Linked DNA regions of Zea mays: region 1 is linked to region 2. Evidence: chromatin contacts called from public Hi-C data. All regions are on one chromosome and are shown on one strand. The core of a region is the stretch at or near the end of the contact, and the rest is flanking DNA. Distances in the headings are between cores, read along the strand shown.

What was found. A called contact is a pair of places that touch in the nucleus more often than the background predicts.
Region 1: a contact with region 2 is called in a Hi-C map of tassel, with 2.8 times the contacts expected there. The contact joins the promoter of LOC100125643 here to the promoter of LOC100281572 in region 2. A contact is called at or near these places in 2 of 25 Hi-C or Micro-C datasets (ear and tassel).

The regions. Positions count from the first base shown.
Region 1 is chr1:263,730,823-263,735,306 of Zm-B73-REFERENCE-NAM-5.0, reverse strand. It overlaps LOC100125643, which reads left to right and starts at 2,001. Exons shown (of 4, transcript NM_001112574.1): 1 at 2,001-2,273; 2 at 2,793-2,981; 3 at 3,214-3,535; 4 at 3,756-4,299. The coding sequence starts at 2,030. The coding sequence ends at 4,293. LOC103643763 (a long non-coding RNA gene) reads right to left here. Exons shown (of 6, transcript XR_561270.4): 2 at 2,931-4,020; 3 at 1,638-1,723; 4 at 1,257-1,413; 5 at 299-1,179; 6 at 1-213.
Region 2 is chr1:263,000,271-263,004,471 of Zm-B73-REFERENCE-NAM-5.0, reverse strand. LOC100281572 (BEL1-related homeotic protein 30) reads right to left here and starts at 1,931. Exons shown (of 6, transcript NM_001154491.2): 1 at 1,742-1,931; 2 at 459-561. LOC103643758 (a long non-coding RNA gene) reads left to right here and starts at 2,110. Exons shown (of 2, transcript XR_561266.3): 1 at 2,110-2,446; 2 at 3,131-3,534.

The sequences.
Region 1 (4,484 bases), core at 752-3,251, 730 kb before region 2:
AGACTTAGATATACAACAAAATAATCGAACTTTTATATAGTAAGTCCATTTGCGGCACACCCACTCCACTCCACTGCTCAGCCACACCGACACGCCGATGCGGCCGCTCTGCGCCCCAGCACCTCTCCCCACTCCAACTCCTGAGTGACGAGTACAGCAGTGGGTACAAAATATCGTCCTGCCTCCTCCTGAGTGGTGGTCCATTGTATTCTTCTGTAGGATATTTGCAACATTACTACCCTCCTCATGTACTTTTGCGTTGTCTGAAAATGTGAGAGAGAAAGCAACTTGTACGTACTCCTCCTATATACGGCTGGAGTCTAGCTGGGCTGCCGTTGGCGGGCCTTGGCCTTGCCGTCGTCCACGAGACACGCAGACGCAGGCTGTTGAAGCGGGCACATGACTGAGGCATCAAATCACATTGATGGCCCGTGCGCGACGCTGCACAGTTGGCAGCAATACCCACGTACACCCCTGTACGTGCGTACTAGGAGTAGTACTCTGTAGCAGGTAGCCGTGCGGCCGTGCGGGCGGTGCCGAGAGAAGGGGGTCGGCGCAGCGTATCCAAGTGTGCCGTGCATAGGTTCTGTCAAATCTCCGTTGTCTGGCCTGCACACAGCCACACACATAAGAATGGTGACGATACTGTATGGAGTACATACTAACAGCTAGTACAAAGGTTTCCCGCTGGCACGTCGTCGTTGTCGTTGTCGTGACAAAGAAATTGGGCCGCCGCGCCGTAAGAAGAAGCTGGGTTGGTGCCGTGCGTGGGCTTGGCTGCTTGATCTGCTGTGTGCTCCTAGGCGGGCAATGAATGAAGCCCCAGCCATACGCCCGTCCAGGAGGGGAAGGCGAAGGAGGCGGACTTGAAAAGCGTCACCTCAACCTCGTGACCGCGCAGCAGCAGCAGCGGCGGCGGCAGGCCCATGGAGCCTGCTCACTGCTGCCAAAGCGCCTGGCGCGGCATCGCGTACTTTCCATGTAGCTGCCATGTTTGGCGCGCGGGCTAAGCTGTGGTGGCGTTCTTGGAGTCGGATGTGATTTTTGACTCCTGGCCACAAGCAAGCACCCCAACGCACTAACGGTCCGTAGGAGTGGCTCCTCCTGTTACAGTATTACTGTGCCAAATACTCCTCGTGTTTGTTGTTTGCTTCAATGGAGGCCTAAAGGTGCTGCCGTCTGTCCAATTAACATCGTCGTAAATGTCAAGTTAGCCTTTCGTAGTAGTAAGGCCAGTTCATGTAGGGCACATTTACCTTCACAGATACTCAGGCAGTAAAAGTCCCCTTCTCTCTCCCTCTCCAGGAGGAGTCAATGCCCTCCGGTTTAACATTGGCGCGCGAGGAGGCGTCACATTTGCGTCCTGTGGCCGTCACATGGATGAAGCCCCGCCATTTACTTCCTCGTATTTACCTGCAAGGATACAAAAGGCCCTACTTATTGAACTACAAGTACCGGTACTCGTTCGCACAAGTTTACTCACGCAGCGTACAAAAGACCACACAGTCACGGACAGTTATTGCCTTCACTCGCATAAAAAAAAAAAGACCATCTTTTTTTTTTTTGAAGACGCATGGGCGGCCGCGGTAGGGCCTTTTCGGTTTGCTCATGATGCTAGAGGGAGGAGTACGTGGTACCTTGGGCTGTAGATTTGAGATTCTGCTTTATTTAACCGCTCGCTGCTACACCGTCCGTGGTACCCGTTGTCAACTCACTGTCACTGCTGCTCATAATAACAATAATAAAAATATTGTACTCCTTTGCGCTCGTCAAAAAAAAAACAAATCTCTCTCTGAAAACTCATATCCAAAGACAAAAGAACGGACGAAAGGACCGGTGCTATTTAAGGGCCACCCCTCTAGTCCCCCAAAGAGCCCACCACACAAACGGACAAACCCCTGCCTCCCACCAGAAAAGCAAGCAGACCACACCCACCCGCCTCTAAACCAACCAGCCTGTCCCCATTCCCCGTCCCCGGCGATGCACGCCAGCATCCACTCCCTCCCGTCAGCCTCTTCTTCTCCCCCTGATGAGCGCTGAGTTCTGTGCTGCCGCTGCTGGTGCTGTGGCCATGGAGCTCGGAGTCGGGGATGTGATGGGGCTGCAGCAAGGCATCGCCGCCGCCACCGGGCCATCGTCCGGAGACAGCGACCTGGGTCTTCTCAAGCGAGCAGGCCTCGCCCAGGCAGCCACCTCCTACCCCTCCCCTTTCCTCGACCAACAGAAGATGCTCAGGTTCTCCAAGGCGGCGGCGGCTCACACGTCGCCCTCAGGTTCGTATGCCTTGCCTTGGCCTTCCTCAGTCCTCCGCAACGCATATTCCCTTCCCTCGCGCCCATCCATTCGTTCCTCCCTTCTTGGATGGATACCTTCTCTGCGAAACATGATAGACAGCGGTAGGCCACTCTGATACACTACACTCAAGAAAATGGACTAACAAGACTATTCACAAAAAAGAAAGAAAAGCAAAAGTCAAAAGGACAACAGCAGCATTCATGGAACTTGATGAGCCCTCATGAATGCTAGCTAGGAGTATCTACTATATATGGAGGGGCCTGGCCTAGCGGTACCGGCCATAGGGATTTGGCCCAACACCACCCGCCGCTCTCCTCTCCTTCCCTCCCTCCCCGGCCAAGAAGGCTGCCTGTTGTAAAACATTTCGTCTGCTTTTTCACCTTTATTACGTACGCTTTTGTCCTGGCGCTCCCTCCCTTCGCCATGCCCATGCACGTCCCAGCGTTTTCAGATTTTCGGTCAGACTAAAATATTCTCCTTGTTTCACCGTCATCCAGGCCTAGACTTCGGAGGAGGCCCGAGCGAGCAGGCTTTCCTGCTGTCCAGGACCAAGCGGCCGTTCACTCCGTCGCAGTGGATGGAGCTGGAGCACCAGGCTCTCATATACAAGTATCTCAATGCCAAGGCCCCCATACCTTCCAGCCTGCTCGTTTCCATCAGCAAGAGCTTCAGGTCATCCAACAGAGGTATGCATGCATGTTCTCAACCACAAGACTAAAAAGGAGGTTCTCTACTTCAAAGCTGTTATGCTAGCACCTGCAATAAATAAACCAAACGAGAAGAGAGAGAAAGTACATATATTATTTTGCACAAATGAATAAAGAATAACCAAACCATTATATATGCCATAAAGATTGACCACTGTATTGCCTTTTTGAGTATAAATGTAATCAGAGCTTGACAGACTCTCTAACGCAGTGAGCTGGAGGCCTCTTTACCAAGGCTACGCAAACGCAGACTCCGACCCAGAACCTGGGAGGTGCCGGCGGACAGACGGAAAGAAGTGGCGGTGCTCCAAGGAGGCGATGCCTGATCACAAGTACTGCGAGCGCCACATCAATAGGAACCGCCACCGTTCAAGAAAGCCTGTGGAAAACCAACCTAGAAAGGCCACCAAGGAGGTGACTACCGCTGCTGCTGGCTCGTTGCCGTGTGCCGGGCCACAAGGTAGCTTGAAGAAGGCAAAAGTTAATGACTCCAAGCCAGGCACTGGCAGCTATTGGACAGATAGCTTAAACAGGTAAATACCACCAGAGTCATCTCCTTGTTTTAGCATCATATCTGAATAATAAAATCCCAACTTAATACTTGTGAATCCTATTATAAGAGCATCGACGATGCTTCATTTTCAAGTACTAATCTGGAACAGTATTAGTATGTTATGGTTCTAAATAATGTTAGTTGCCACTTAGCATTCATAATAATAATTCTCATTTCGAAAACATTGTACATATTTTCAGGACAATGCTGAGCAGAGAGAAGGCAAACAAACCGACGGACGACGAGTCTTTGCTGCTTAGTTCGACGAAGAACAGTCAGCCCACCTTGTCCCTGCTCACTCAACTGAAGCAGCAGAACAAACCAGATAAGTTAGGTCCCACACCGGAAAATGAGCCGAACTCGGACACGATGTTGAAAGCCTGGGGTGGCAGCCACCACAAGAGCATTTCCTCCACACAGCGCCATGACGCTGAATCCCTCCAATCAGTCCTCCAAAATTTCAGCCTAGCCCAGAATGACAGGTTGGAGTCAGAAAAGAACAGATATTCTGATTCCGTGCTAGTCTCATCGGCTTTCTATTCTGCAGACGGTCCACAAACTACCTGCCTTACACCTAACATGACACAAGTGCAGCAGGACTGCATATCAAGCTCCTGGGAGATGCCTCAAGGTGGACCTCTAGGCGAGATCTTAACGAACTCCAAGATTAGTGAGGACTTAAGCAAGTGTGGATCTAGGTCATATGGTTGGCTATTGAATCTTGACCATGCACCATGATTCCTCAATCCATGGAGAGCTTGACATAGATATCTCACCACGGATGCAAACAATGAGTCAGGAAAAAAGAAGGTCCAAATGACCGTACTGTTTACCCCATGCATGCTCGTTATCTACATTTGTACTTCTATTTTTGTAGTATTCAGCTGTTGAATTATCAGTTCTTCTGAATCTGGCTGTATCTTAAACAA
Region 2 (4,201 bases), core at 682-3,181:
GAACTGCATACAGCGTTAGAGAGATAAAATCATAAGACTGCACACAAAGGCCAGTCACGAGTGTGAGACCTAGGGACAGACCCTCAGTTTTAGCAGTAATTATCACTTCTTGTTCTTTTCTCTACTATTTCTGGAGAACAAGCAGACCCGATGTTCATCGTATAGGAAAATATAACTGACAACATAAGACGTTGGTTGGACCTATAGCTATAGGTGGTAAAAGTGGTCCTTCATCCATGACATTAGCTAAAGTTGTTGGCTTTTTTGCTCTTCCTTACAAGAGGATAAGAATATGGTTGAAAATTCCTTCTTTCACCAAAAAAATGCAGCCATTCAAGGCGTCCAACCAGAAATTCAATTCTATAAAACATAGGCGAAATTGCAAGATAGCTGACAAAAATTTATTTCGAGGAGGGAAAGTTTTTTTTGAACAAGACATGTTTGTAAGATATCAATACCCTTTTCAATCACTTGGCTGATGACTGAAGTGCGCACTAGGCTTATTAGAGCTCCTGCACCTGCTCAGCACGCCAGTAGAATGAATACTTCTGCAGAATCACTCTGAAAGGAGAGATGAAATAGCATGAGATCTCTAGTTCGAAGTTACCTAGAAAAGACGGGGATGTCTTGTTCAAATGACTGAAGCAGCTGTAACTTTCAGTTTTTTAATGATATGAAAGAGGTGAGATCAGGAGAAATGTCCTAGGCAAAACTTTGTTTTCACAGACAATGAAAATAAGACTCAACTCGGATTGGATAAAAAAAAGGAGCTAAGATTTTTGTCATATAAAGTATATAAGAGAGTAATTAAGGGAGTAATCCAACACAAGAGCCACCTCCAGAAAAGAAATGAGTAAACTGATAGGAAGAAAAGAAAAGGAACCGTGCTTTAAGAGCATGGCTTTCATGCAGGCATCCAAGGAGAGAGAGAAAAGAAAAGATTCAAGAATCGGCTGCAAATCCAAAAGGGCTCCACCGCAATCAAGCTCAATTCTATCATCCCGCAAAAAAGACACCTCTACCGGTTGCTGACGAAGCAACTAGAAACTCAGGACTGTGCAATATCAGACGGCAATAATCAAGCACCACCAAGAAACGCTGAATTCAAGAAATTAAGCAAGAATTATGAGCCCAGGTTGAGAAGTGGGGATGGTTTCCCCGAGCACCCACATAAAAAATCAAGAATTTTAATTAAAAAGGTTCAAGAATTTTGAGGTAAATGAGGACCATGAATTCAGCAGCCTGAGCTCAATACCTGCACTTCCACAAGAAAGGCCACTCAACACAACCGCAAGAACCCCCCCAAGCCGCAGGAATTCCCCGATGAAGCTCTCAAAGCTACAGATCCCCAAGCCAGCTCAAGAACCCGGCGGACAGACACCAAAAAACTGGACAATTCGGAGAGACCAGGTATGCCCGCACAGCCCTCAAGGATCAGGAAAACCCTGAGCTCTAGCACAAGCAGCATATAATCGAGAGGAGACCAGCCAATCATTGGGGTCATAACAGCACCCATGGGAACGAAAAAGGATCGGTTGCACCCACCGAGGTCGGACGAGCCACAATTCTAGAAAAGCAGAGAAGAGCGAGAGCCCAAGCAAGCGAGCCGAATCATGTAACCGGGGAATATGCGCCGAAAAGAATTCTCTGTCACCGCTGCTGGTGCTGCAACCAACAGGCGGGAGGGAGGAGCCAATGATGCGAAGGCGATTGATTAAGCAATAGGAAAATGGAGGCGGACCTGACGGTGTGCTCCTCGTGGGGAGCATGGCAAGACGGCAGGGATTGCTGTCCCCAGACCCGAGCCGACGGCCAGTCAGCCTTGGGAGGAGAAGAGGGTGAGAGGGGAGAAGAAGAGAAGAGAGGAGAAAGAAAACCCAAGCCCCCTTCCCTCCCGCTCGGTATGTATGGGGACAAAATCAGATCCCAAGATAACAATACCAAAAGCAAAAGAAGATAGGAGAGCGCTCTCTCTATCTCTCGCTTGTTCCTCCTCCTCGTCCTCCTTCTTCCTGCCCCCGGAATAAAAAATTCCTGCACCACCACCCACTAGCTGCAACAAACACCAGCACCCAATATAAAAGTAGTCGGAGGGCCTGCTAGAAGAAAAGCTGTTTCTGCCCTCCTCCTCCTCCTCCTCCTCCGTCTCTGCTTTGATTATTGTTTGCTGCCCGGAGTGGACCGCTGGTGATGGTTGATTATTGTCGTGGAGGGATTATTCGGTGGGGGTGGGGGTTTGCGTTGCGGGGTTTAAACCTACTGTACTCAACTTGGCAGGTCTGGATGGGATGGAGCTCTGCTCGGACTTGGCTGTGCGTCCATCCACCACCACATCTTCCTTCCGGTTGCTTCTTTCTTCACGATAACGCGTACTGACATGGGCCGCTCTCATTCGCCGTCCGCGTTGCCGCAGCCCCCAATTATGCGGCTATTCTATTCGTCATAGGTGAGTACGCATAATAAAATTAAAGCCCCGTGGTGTACCAACTCCTTATTAGACTTTTTTTTGTGGTTAGCTCCTCGGTCCTCCTCTCCTCTCATCTGTTGGGTACATCCATCCTACACATCACCCTTCGGCTCAGCTGCTACACTAGTATAGTAGAGTAGTCCTAGTTTAATGCTGTACAGGCACCGGACCATCTAGTAATCCAAGTTTTAATACTGTACAAGTAGTGCCATCATCATCATCATCCATAGTAGAGCTCGAAATTATGCAAGCAGCTTCGAACAGTAGGTCGATATGGCCTATGGACGGGGAAAAGGAGAAGTAGCAGCCATCTTTTGAACTAGCAAGGAGAGGGAAGTATTGGCATGTGCAAGTCCGAGAAATTGGAGTTGGTCCGGCCTCCTATATTATGACCGGAAATGCGTTTCGTTTGCCTTTAATCCGTACGGATTTTTATTATTTCTACAGCGTTTTTTGTCTCTAGATTATACAGTCCAAATAGATGGTTTTAATCAAAAGCGACCTGAGCGGCGCACGGAAACGGAACTCGTTGCCAGCCTGAATAATTGGAGTCCTCTTCTGTTCGCCCCCAACGTCTTCGCACGCGCTCGGACGCTCGGTGACCGTCTGACCGACGCTGCAGGTTCGCAAGTAGAGAGATCTCACAGTCACTGGATTTTGTAGGAGCCGGCGTCGGGGGAGTGGAGCAGTACTCCTGGGCTCCCCGCCTTGCCGCTCTGCGCATCGTGAGGGGCCGGCGTCCGGCGAGGGTGTCACGACGGGAAGCTCAGAGTGGAGAAGGGACCAAGGGACACGAGCACACGGCGCCGGACTCTGTTTCGGGATTCTCTCTGTGTGCTTTTTCTCGTGAGCCGGGAAAGATCCAGACGGCAGAAATCATAACGGATCATGGCTTTTGTTGTACTAGCTCCGAATCTCGTGAGATTTTCGCAGGACAAGCACAAGCTAGTGGCATTCTACTGTTTTTTTTTCCATAGCTCTAAAGTCATAATTCCATGGATTTTGTAACTTACAGGTTGTCTTTTTTTCTGTTTCAGAAAGAAGAAAAGAAAAACAGTTTTTTTAGAGGTAACGGATCCTAGCCTGCCTGTTCTTCTATTCCTCGTGCGAAGAATCAGAGCTAAATAAATAAGCATGTCCGGATCGCAAGTTGAGAACTGCGCCTTTTCAGAACATATGCCGTCCAGAGTTTTGTCACGTGATCGCTACAAAGGACAGCAACTCTCCCGAACACAGACATCGACATGAGCTGTTGAACACACGAAGGAAATCGTTTTGGTCACAACAATTTAGGCACAGACGCCGCAGGTGGTGGAAAATAACGCCGGCCCGGGCCTGCTAAAATTCCCACCCGTTTATTCGTCCCACCAAATTAATGGCGTACGCGCCCATGATTCGGCGACATGCAGCGCGCCCCCACAGATACGCCGGATCGGCGACGGCGAATCGTTTGAGCACAAAGACAGAAGTCATGGGCAGGGGATAGATATATCGCATGTGACATCCGAACTCCCCATGACAAACACTGCATTGTGCAGTGGTGGGGGTGGGGTCGTGGGGGACCCCAAGCAAATGCTATGCTACGCTCACACGTCACAATGCATCGGGAAAAAATAATGGTAATGCTATATATTTCTCCAAGCTGGAATTTGAAGGGTATATATATAAATACAAGGCCTTCTTTTTTATGGTTGCTTTAGAGGTTTGTGTTTTGTCATGATTGCTTTCGCTTGA